Regions from separate parts of the Rattus norvegicus genome. Here region 2 is linked to region 1. A link is a contact called in public Hi-C data. All regions are on one chromosome and are shown on one strand. The core of a region is the stretch at or near the end of the contact, and the rest is flanking DNA. Distances in the headings are between cores, read along the strand shown. Region 1 has its middle 44 kb from the start of Rdh14. Region 2 overlaps LOC120103512 (a long non-coding RNA gene).

What was found. A called contact is a pair of places that touch in the nucleus more often than the background predicts.
Region 2: a contact with region 1 is called in a Hi-C map of the Rat2 cell line, with 8 times the contacts expected there. The contact joins two enhancer-like sites. A contact is called at or near these places in 5 of 12 Hi-C or Micro-C datasets (the A7r5 cell line, the Rat2 cell line, hepatocytes and 2 more).

The regions. Positions count from the first base shown.
Region 1 is chr6:38,916,776-38,922,705 of GRCr8, forward strand. No RefSeq gene overlaps it. Among named protein-coding and RNA genes, the nearest start is that of Rdh14, 44 kb to the left of the region's middle. Within about 2 kb of position 3,651, at least 7 of the 93 cell types and tissues checked have an H3K27ac peak or open chromatin away from gene starts, as enhancers often do.
Region 2 is chr6:39,007,941-39,013,966 of GRCr8, forward strand. All of the region lies in intron 3 of LOC120103512 (a long non-coding RNA gene), which reads left to right. Among named protein-coding and RNA genes, the nearest start is that of Rdh14, 140 kb to the left of the region's middle. Within about 2 kb of position 3,466, at least 1 of the 93 cell types and tissues checked has an H3K27ac peak or open chromatin away from gene starts, as enhancers often do.

The DNA.
Region 1 (5,930 bases), core at 2,401-4,900:
TAGATGAGTCATGTCAAGTTGACAAAAATACCTATTGAGTACAGGAGTCAAAAAATTAAACTTGGAAGATTAGGAATTGAGGTGTAAGGGCAAAGATGAGAATATATTTTGTCCTCACCCTCCATTGTTTTCCCATTTTGTTTTGTTTCTGAAATGAGTGTCTGCTGAAGCCTAAGATAGAATTCATTATTCAGCTGAAGGAAGCTGACCTGGGTCTCAGGACCCTTTGGCCTGAACCTTCCTTGTTCTGAGATTGAAGGTGTATGCCACTATGTACAATTTCTCCTAAGGATTCAGAACAACCCAGTTCATATGGCAGTAGCTGAGGTCATTGACTGCTAATGCAGGAGCAGATAATATATCACTCTCCTGTCCTTGTAACCTAAGCAGTGAGGTGACAATGATGGGGCAAAGCCAGGTAACAAGCTGATCGATACAGGGACATTCTTAGAGAATAGTTCTCCTAATTATCTCCAACAAGCAGACCAAAGCCAGGCCACAAAGAAAGAGGGGACAGAGCTGTGGAGGCCATTCCATAGAGTCTATTGAGAAGAGGAGGGTGGTCTGAGTCCAGGCAAGTAGAAAATGAGCAACTGTGTATGTGTGTGTTTTATCCAAGAGTTCAAGGGAAGCTGGGAGGGAGTTGGTAGCTGGAGCAAAGGTGCATAGAGCAAAAGCTATACACTGCACCTAACAGCACCAACAAGATAGAATCCACTATCTGTATGCAATATATCAAATAAAGAGATAAGAAATAAGGAAGAGAAGACAATTATTCAATATGTCTACATTGGGAAGGGAAAGAAATAAAGAGGTCCCAGTTTCCCCCTAGACAAGTTTGGGTGTTGTACCATGGGTAAACAGAGTGCAAGGGCTGTGCATAGCTCAGCAGTCTTGGGTAAATTATTGTCCTATCTATTAGTGTCTTGGCTCCCATCTACCCTGAATGGTGATTGAATAAATTGCCAGGAACATGAGGTCTCTTCTTGGAAGCCACATGTCTTCTCCAGCTGACACCAGGACTCCAGTCTTTCTCTTCCCTCCATCAGGAGATTCCTATAGAGAAAAAAATCCCAGTTTTTTAGGGTCTATTGTCTCAACAGTCTGGTAGTGAAATGAAGGAGAAGGGATCATACATTAGAATATCTTCATGGTTTTCAGGATGGTCACAGTAGGGAGTGGATGACATCATTCTGAGGTCAGGGCAGAGCATGGCAGGAGTCTCGGGGGCAACATATTTATATGAACTTTGTAACCTTTACCGTATGAGAAACATCAGGAAGGAAAATGAACCTTGTTTCAATGGGTGGAACCTTATTCAGCTACAGGGACTACCAGGCCAACAACACAAAGATTTTTAAGGCATAACGATCTTCTGTGAGGACACTGTCTGCCCAAACAAAACAGTGTGAACTCTGTCCTGCAGTGCACAATGCAATTCAGATAGCACTTCCACATGGCACATGTATGGGGGAGTCATTGGAGGTTGCTTGTGAAGACAGTACATAAGTTATAGCTTAAGAAGCCAAGCTGTTCCAGGAAATCAGTTGGAGATCAGACCAGCCTTCCCTCTTGTTCCATCATCACCTCATGGTTTTATTTTTGGAGGAATTTGTATAGAGGGAAGATATAAGAGTTGCCCTTCTCACGGACAGCTGCAAGGGAAAACCTGTAGTGCTCATCCCTTAAGTGTGGCGGTCAATGAGGGCAGCGATTTTCAACCTTTCTGACGCCGTGACCCTTTAATACAGTTCTTCATGGTGTGGTGAACCCCCAGCCATAATATTTTTGTGGCTACTTCATAAGTGTAACCATTGTGAATCACCATGTAAATCTCTAGGGTTTTCCGATGGTTTTAGGTAACCTCCTGTGAAAGGGTCGTTCAACTTCCACAGGGGTCATGACCCACAAGTTGAGAACTGCTGAACTAGAGTGACAGAATTTGCTTCATCCAAGGCCATCAAGTAGAATAAGTAGAGCTGTACTTTGGATCTAAAGACAGGACACCAAAAATCAGGGTTATTTGGGCAACTTTGAGATTTCATAAACTAGCAAATACTTGTCTCTATTTTCTTTGTCTTTTAAGTAGTTATAAAACATAGAAAGTAGATGGAAAGATCCAAATTTGCAGCTTAAAAGCCAACAGATACTCATACAAGTGGGTTGAGTACATATGTGTGTCAGAGGCGAACTTTGACATCATTGTTCAGGATCTGTCCACCTTGTTCTTTTTAAAGGAACCTTTCTCTTTGACCTTTTGACCTGCAACTCATCAGGTACACTAGGCTGGCCAAAGAGCCACAAGAATCCATCCATCTCTTTCCTTCTCTCTCTTAAACACTGGGCTTATGTGTTCATGCCACTGTGTCTGCTTGGTGATTTGGGGGATCCAACTCAGCTCCTCATGCTGGTGATACAATCTTTTTACTGATCGAGCTCTTTCCATCACACCCCAAAAAGTGAGCCTTGATGACAATGCCTTGAACATATTAGAGTATCTGCCCTTCTGCCTGGTATAGCTCTCACCATTTCTATGGTCTCTGAGCAATCTCACTGTGTTAATCAGTGAACAATAAATGCTTGTTGCACACTTTGTCCAGACCAAGCATACTCTAGCATCCCATTTTCATTCCTGCCTAACCTATCAACATTTGAATACATGGCCTCTCCTCTACTGCAAGTGCAGTGGGATGGGAGCTAAGAATTACTGAAACTTCTTTTCCCACTTCCGTATAACCCCCGCTATCTTGACTCTAATTGCTTTGAAGCTGAGTTGTAATTAGTGTCTTCCCCAGTCTTTAACAATTGGCCTGGTGAGGATTGCTGCATTTCTTAAGCAGCCATAGCCAGGGGCACATATCAGGTAGTTATTGTACTCCTAAACCCAACCAGGTAGCTGAAGCCCAGAAACTTGTACAAGGCTGGGAGGTTAGAGAGAGGGCTTTTGGGGAGGACTGGCCCACTTGATCCAAGGCCCAAAGCTAGATCCCCTGTCCTTGAGGTCTTTGGTTTCAGACCCTGCTTGAGAGAACAAAGGAGATTTCAGTTGTCACATCTCTGCAGCCCTGAGCTGCTCTGTTTCCTAACTTGGCTGCCTTTCCCATGTGCTGTTTCCCATCAAATACCTCCCCCCTTCCCCTCAGATGATTGGTTGAAATTAAATATCCTAAAATTACACTGAAAGGGAGTGTGTGTGTGTGGGGGGGGGGGAAGCTAATACGAAATTTTAATCAAAATACAAGCTTAACAGTTCCCAGTCTTTGAAATTCGAAGCAGACCTGAGGTCCATGGAGATGTCCCAACTTGTCTCAGGTGTGAAGTTAGCCAATGGATGGTGCAAAACAGAATGAATTGAAAAGGGGGTTTTCTAAAAACAGTGAGGTCATCTTTCCCTTTCCGCAGTGGACATGACTGGAGGAATCGGTTCCCCAAGAAAAGGGGTCTGGGGGCTTCTCCCCATCCCCATCCCCATCCACAAAAGCTTAAAGTGCTTTGCGGAGGACCAACAAAGGAGTTTGGAGGAAGGCCAACCCTCACAGAAAGAAGCGGACATGCGCGCCCTCTGGTGGACGAAGCTCCGTTAGCCTGCACAAGATGGTATTTCTCGCTGGATTAACTCTATAAATAGACAGATGATTTATTAAACAGATTTGAGGCTCATTTGAGGCACAGGGCCATGATTGCTTCAGGGCTCAAATAAGGGAGTGCTTAGGACCTCTCTTCTCCTGAAGACACCTGGACTTACTTAGCGTGATCTACATTGCAAGTGCACTGGACACTGTTGGCTCCGTTGCTCCCAGCCAGGAGATGCCAAATTCCTCCTATATAAAAGGAGCTTTAGTAACTCAAGCAAAATAAGCACACTTTCCCCCCACCGCCTTCCCAGAGACTAAGGCGGCAGGGTTGCTGGGAGGATACACAATACCTTGTTACAAACCATGTAATGTTTTAAAAAGTATCTATCTGACAGCCTTGGCTAAAGCCAGATCTTCTATCTCGATTACTTCAATATGTCAGGTCCATATCGCACCACTGCATCCAGGATTTCAGAGCCAAGACCTCTGTCTTGTCCAACCTTTCCATCTGGAAGCAATGAGCTTAATATTCTGGCTCTCCCCCCATAAAAGCTATGTCACAAAAAAGTAGCAGCATGTGAACTGCTCCCCTCCCCCAAGACACACTGGGACTCCTCATCCCCTGTATGCTCTCTTCAGTTACACTGAAAGACCATCCCACCTCTCCCCTCCCCATAAACCAGAATCTGCCTGTAACAGCATAGTACCAGGAGAGAAGGAATGAATTGACAATCATTTACACTTTAATCCCACTTTTGACATTTTGAGAGATGCAGCTTAAAAATATACTTGAGGCTTAGGGACTCCCTCTGTCCAGCTGTGTTCACTAGAGAAGAGACATCCCCTTCCTTTCATGGATCCTACTGCTTCTGGTGTCCCACTGGAGACCCAGATTTCAAGCTTATTTCATATTGAGCTTTTCCTTCTGTGTTGATAAAGGTCATCACCATCACTAAGTTCTGCGGTTGGTAGTTCCCAGTGATAACAGCCTTCCTTGTTTTATATGTTTGATTCGTGCATTCATTCACTTTTTTGTGTGTGTGTATTTGGTTTCCGATCGAATGCCTAGCAGCTTCTTTTGTATGTCTTCTGTTTCACTGCAAAATCACATGGGTGTCTGGTTCCCAGCGCCTGTGTTGTGAGAAAGGACAACCTCGGCTCTGGAACAGTTAGGTGGGTGGTCCCCATAAGCCACTGCTGCGTTTGATTCTTCGGGTGGTCAATAAGCACAGGTAGGTGCTGGTCATTCTCGGTCTACACACCGAGAATGGTGGAAACGAAGTCCGGGAATGTGTGTGCCGGAACAAGTCACCGAGGAAAAGCCATCTGCGCATGTTCAAAGTCAGGAGACTGGAAGAGCTAGATCAGTGGCAGCAAATGATGCAATGCACAGAGCCAGGGGGAAACCATGGGAACTGCACCGAGAACTCGGGGCTTTGCCTGGAAATGATATAATGCTGCTGTTCACCCTCCAATGAATCTGAGTCCTGGAGTTCTGGAAGATTAGTGTAGCTGGAAATCACCCTCCTGCTGAGCTCCCTGGGCTTTGGCTACTTTTCTGTTCTCCTTCAGCTGGAAGCTTCTAGGGGCAGAGGTCAGCTTTCCTGTGTTGAATCTTTAGGGAAGGGCCTCTGGATCCTGGGAGAGAATTGAAAAGATCAACTCATCCCAATCCCTTGCTTTATATGAAGGACACCTCACTCTTGGAAAGGGGGAGTAGATTGCCCAAGGTCACCCAAGCCCTCAAACAAATTTATTTAGGCTAATTCAGGAGACATCCATTTGGGAACAAGCCAAGCCCACATTTGTTAAGGACCTTAGTCTGCAGTGTCCTAAAGCCCCGTGCATCCATTCACATACACGAGAGTGTTTTAAAGTGCTCATCTGAGAGCTATTATATAGGCAGGGCTTCCAGCCCCCTGACTCCATAGGCAGTATGCACAAAACCTGTTTCCTCAAATGCTGCCTGCTGCACTGGAGTTAACCTCTTTTTTGGCAAATTAGTTCATGACCTGGGAACAGTCGAACGAAACTGTAGGCACATCAAGAGGACATTATTTGTGCTCTGTCTTTTTTTAGACCAAGTCTCTGATGTGTTTATTTGCAAGCTTGGCTCATGGTTACTATCCCACTACTTACAGTTAATCCCATGTTTTCTTTGAGCTACCTTTAAATCCATGTCAAATGAAAAATACGGCCTGATTCTAAAGTGTGTGGTATTATGAAGGAATCCCACGGTTTATGATCTCGAATTTGTTGTCAGATGTATTTAGCTCTTGCTTTTCTTTTTCTTTCCTCTCCTTCCTTCTTTGCACCCTCCCACCCCAGTTCAGGCTTAAGTCAGCTGAAAAGGTT
Region 2 (6,026 bases), core at 2,216-4,715, 91 kb after region 1:
TTACTAGTGAATAAGTGAGTAATGAAGGAAAGCCAATCGAGGAATAAACTATGGGATGGCATCCTTCTGTGAGAGTCTTCATTTTCCAAAAGACTTTGTCCTTTATGGTATTTTTTTTTGCTTGCTTGCTTTGCTGTCAGTCAACACACACACACCCAAAAAGACTGAGTCCTGAGATCCCCCTAATAAAATACTATGGGTTAAAATACTACTTTCATTCCTGAAAAAAAATGAAATGATGTTATTAGGAACATTGGTCCATCTATCTCAAAGAAATGGACTCCTGTCTATGATAAATGAAGGACTTGAGAATTTCCCTTATATTACAGAATGGTTATAGCAGTGCATGACATGTGAGGGTATGGAAGTGTTAGATACATAAACACAACTGATTTTCAGTTTTCAGGTTTGGTCTGATAGTCCTTGTAGGTCTATCTACAAATCTTTAAATCTATATTCTTTTCCCTGCCCATTACAGACAGATTGTCTTTCTATGTGGACCTGGGCTTTCTGAACTGAAATGTAGGGTAAAAGAGCACAGGTATATCATCCCTCTGTCCCGCAAAGTCTTTGTCCTTGATGGACATCATAAGAGAGAAGAGCAGCATGTGACATGTGGAAAGAATGGAACACTCCAGAACTTCTTGCCCCAACAGTGAAACATTACTTTAGAGAGGGCTGAGTGCCAGTTTTCTAGAATTGAATACATCAGATTTCTAACATCTAATAACAGATGTTCTGGCTACAATTCATGAAATCATTTGATATTGCTTTATGCTGCGGTAATAAAAATGTCATCTGGCTCTACTCGACCCAGGTTGCATATCTTCCTCAAAGGGTCAAAATGATTTGATGCAGTTCTTGGATCAAAGGGGCTGATGATGCCTGAATCTTACAGGCTAGTGGACAGGATATGATCTAAAAAGGGACATGTGCTGCTGCCCTAATGTGTGCTTTATATCCAAGAGTTCAAGGTATGTCTCTGACCCCTAAACTTGCACAGATTCTAATCCTAAGAGTAAAAGAGTAGTTTAAGGGAGACTCACACTTTCTATCCATCTAATATCTCACATCTGGCAGCATGAACCTATAAGGAATGTTAAAATAGTGGACCAAACATGCAGTATGTAACTGGCATGGTGCCAGACTTTATCACTGAGGTCTTGGAGCAGCATAAGTAAGTAGAGATGATTTGGTTTCTCAAAATATGCATTGCAGGAGAGTTGGGATTATCCATTGAGTAGGGGAAGAGAAAATGCATTTAATGAAGCCTGACTATAAATCAGGAGACTGCAACAACACCAAGAGATGGTGACCTGTCAAGATGACTTGAAGATTGAAATAACTAAGTTAATCAGGGAATATCGTCTAAAGTAGATAACAGTAAACCAAGGGGATTTCTTATGCCTAGACAGTATCTAAAGTAAAAATCAAACCAAGGACAAGGTGGGGCTGCAAGATAGACATACTGGGATCCCTGTGGACTAGTCTGTAAACAAATTAAAGGGAATAAAGGGAAATTTAAAGCCTATAAAAAACCCGAACCTGTTTCATAAGTTTTGTAAGAGTGAAAATTCCTCCACAGAAACCATGATACTGTGCTTTCTAAAATCAAAGACTAATACTGAATGGCATCACATTGACTATTTAATCCCACAGTGATCTACTGTATGGGCTCAGAATCCTAGAGGCAAATAATAATCTTTCTTTCCCTTCCCTTTTCATTGTCAACTTGACTGGTCCTGGAATTACCTAAAAGTTGAACATCTGGGCATAACTTCAAGGGTGTCCCTAGAGACATATAAGTGAGAGAGGAAGACAGAGCTACCATGAATGTGACAGTATTATCCTATAGGCTGGGTCCCTGAATTGAATCAAAGGGAATTAAAGGAAGTTGACACAGTGCAATCAGCCACTCCATACACCTACCAAATCATCTCAAGTTGTACACTAACATAAGCCTCTCTTTAAGTTCTTTGGGCAAGTATTTTATCACAACGTTCAATGTAAATAATATAGAAGAAGAGTAGATAAGCTTTGAAGCAGAATTTAAACCTGCAGCAATACTCTGCAAAGGACTCTCATATCTCAGAGAATAGTAACTGAAACCAATTGTGAGGTGGCATAGCATTTTGAAACATCTGCACAGCACGGAACAATTACCAGAGTAAACAGATAATCAACAGAACAGGAAAAAAGTCTTTCCAGGCTATTGACTTGCAAGGAATTGATATTCAGAATATATAAAGAATACAATTAACTAAAGAACAAATAATCCAACTTACAGATAGGCAAATGAATTATCCAGTTTAAAAATAACACACCCACACATACACTGAACAACAACATCAATGACAACAACAACAACAAAAGAACAAAAACAACAACAACAACAACAACAACAACACAAGCAGCTGCTAAATGTGTGGAAAATGTTCAACATCTTTAGCCATCAGGAAGATGCAAATTAATCCTACCTTAAGACTCTTAACTCTCTTCTTTATTTTTGATACTCTCATACATGCATACAATAAATCATCGTTTTCCTGTTTCAACTCCCTCCGTGCCCTCCCATTATTCCCATTCATAGCTCCTTTGTCCCCTTCGGATAGCTTACTAAGTCCAGTTAGTCCCACCCTTATGTGTATGGGTAGGGCCATTCTGTAGAGCATGGGAAAGCTGTTAGGGCAATAATATCAATAAAGAATGATTGTATTTTTTTTTGCTGGTAACTATCAACTGCCAATAGTTCCTCATATGAAGTGGAGCCTTGAGATCATCTAATCTATCACTCGCTGCCAAGATTTTGACTGCAGAGAGTTAAGAAGTTCAATAGTCACGTCACATCCCAAAAACATCATCATTTCTCCCTGTCTTCCAGATCCAACACTCTTTTTTTCCTCCTCTCCTTCTAATGTTCCCTGAGTCTGCTGGGGAAGGGGTTTCGTTTAGGATGAGCCCTTAGTCCCTTATTCTCAGTGCTATGACCAGTAAGTCATCTCTCCACTACTTCCGACAGAAAAAGCTTCCCTGACCACAGCTAAGAATACCTCAGGTCTGTCATCTAGGAGATGGTTTAAACACACAATGTGTGTTATTATTTAAGTGTGGTTTAAACACACAATGTGTGTTATTATTTAGCCATGAAAAAGAAGGAAACTATCTAATTTGAGGGAAAATCACTGAGTGAAATTAAAGATCATATTACATAAAATACCTATGTTCAGAAGGAAATGTCTTACATATTTCCTCTCACATGGAGAACTTAGATTTTTAAAGAAAAAAATTAGACAAGACCCACCACATCAGAGAGAGCCAACCCCGGACACTATTAAAGATATTCTGCCATGCTTGCAGACAGGAACTTACCATAACTGTCTTCTGAGAAGCTTCATCCAGTGACTGATGGAAACAGATGCAAAGACCCATAGCCAAAAACGAGGTGGAGCTCAGGGTGTCTTGTGGAAGAGCTGTTGGAAGGATTGAGGGGGAGCTGGAAGGATCAAGGACACCACAGGAAGGCCTACAGGGGAAACTAATTTGTGCCCAGGGAGGTTTGCTGAGACTGAACTACCAACAAAGGAGCATGCATGGGCTGCACCTAGGCCCCCTACACAGAAGTAGCAGGTCTGTAGCTTGTTCTTCGTGAAGGCCTCCTAACAATTCAAGCAGGAGCTATCTCTGATTCTGTTGCATGCCTTTGGATCTCTTTCTCATAGCTGGGCTTTCTTGTCTTGCTTCAATGGGAGAGGAGACAATTAGTCCAGCTGAGACTTGATGTAAGAGGATGGGTTGGTACCCATGGGAAGGTGGGTTGGTACCCATGGGAAGGTGGGTTGGTACCCATGGGAAGGTGGGTTAGTACTCATGCTAAGGCCTCCTCTTCTCTGAGTAAAAGAGGATGGGGGTTAGGGGTTTGAGAGTAGAACTGGGAGGAGAGTGGGGACAGGTCTGTGATCAGGTTGAAAAGTGAATAGATAAATTAATTGATGAGGAAAAAAGGAAAAAAATCAGACAAAATGTGAAGAAAAGTAATTGGGAAGAGGAACCTATGGGAGGTATCAAGGAGGACAAGGTAACTAGTGAAAGAGCACTATATACATATGAAAGTATCAAGATGGAATAGACTATTTTACATAATTAGCATGTGTTAATATTATAAATATTATAATATTTATATATATATAAAGCATTTTTTTCAGGTTGAAGAAAGTAGACAGTAATCTAGGAGTTGTACCTGAGTTGGCTTGGTTGGAAAAGGTACTTGCTGCCAAGCCTGAGGACCTGAGTTCAAACCACAAGTCTCTCTAACCTCTTCATACAGGTAGATACACAGACACATAAATAAAAATAAACAAATAAAATATAAAAGTGTATCTAATGTTTAATATTCAATGTAAAGATTGAGTGATAACTCCTTTTCTTGTCCCTTGAGCCAGGCAGGTCCTGCTCCCAAATGTTTCATGAAGATTGCCTGGGAAAGCACAGTAATAGAGATAGTTCGCTGTGATTTATGTTTAAAGTGCTCTAATGTGGTATGTTAGGGGGTGGTGAGAAGACGGAAGTAAAGTCTAGTGGGAGGTTTCTGTCATTAGGTGCACCTCTGAAGTGAATTAGAGGACTTCTGTCCCTTGGTTCTTTCTGCCTCTAGCTTCCAAGGTATGAGATGAGTGGTTTATCTCAGCCACTCTCAGGGTACACTGCCTTCTCCAAAATATGAGACTAATTGATCATAATCTGAACATTCTAAAACTGTGAGCCAAGACAGTCATGTTCCTTAAATATCTCTAGATAGTTGATGATCTCAGGTGTTGACTGAGTGATGGATGGGAGGCTAGTCAGCAAGATGGACAGCTCGGGTGGTTCCAAGCTCTGTGCCAGTTGAGTTTTTGAGTTTTTTTTTTTTATTTTGCTTTCTCTTACAAATATCTTAGAACACAGTTGTTTCCTTACCTGTCTTTGATCAAGATATTTATGAAACAAGTAGGACTTAATTGCTTTACCATGACACTGAATCCCTGCTTCCTACCATTGACCAGAGGAGTAGAGTTGATTTCCATGAGCCTGGGAAACACCAGACCTCTTCCTCTGGGCTCCAGCACAGGTGAATAATGGCTTTTTAAAAGTCTTCCTTTTAGGAAGCTGAATTGATATATTGAAATGCAGTCCCTAGGAGCTGGATGTGAGCTGTCGAGCTATGAGAGTAAAGAAGCCTACAGAGGTACCCAGCTCTAATACCACCTGAGACACTTTCTGGCTCTGCCTGATGCAAAGATCCACGCAGACCTCAAATGAAGAGCAGGAGATGGAGATCTCCATGGGGTTCATTTACAATACATGAAACTCCAGCTGTCTGGTGATGGGTTTTCTGGGCCAAGGCCAAGGCAATGGTATGCTCCTCACAGGTAGTCTTTTCCCATTTCTGAGGCTCCCCAAGGTGTATTCAATAATGCACTCCTCATCCTGAAGCAGATGGAAAAGTGTTTTAAAAGGTGCCAGGTTTATTTATGGAAGCATGAGACGGCATTTAAGAGATGCTCTTTGCCAATGTGAAAAGTGAACTCTCAGAACAGGAAGTGTGCTTTACTGACTATTTATTTTATTGCCGTATCAGCTGCCCAGAGCTGAGGAATCCTTCCTCTCAGGCATTATTTATTTTCTAACTTCTGAACCAGAACATCTTGACCATCGGTGCATCCGACTCATTGCAGCCAGATCCCAACTACAAACATGTGCCTTGTGCCTCACCGTTGTCAGGAGTGCTTCACTGACAGCACTGGAGACACTGGGAAAGCATGGGCCAGAGTCTTTGTTTTCATGTGGATGAGAAGCTGAAAACAATGAGATCAAATGATAATAGATGGTAGACATTGTAAATGCTTCTTAGAATAATGAAGAAATTACTGACTCTCCTCTTATATCTTAAGACACTTGGAAATACTGAATCATCATGGAATCCTCATGAAGTTCTGAGTGGTAGGAAATAGCTAGTCAAATTGAATTTGTCATTTTGCCACTGGTAGTGA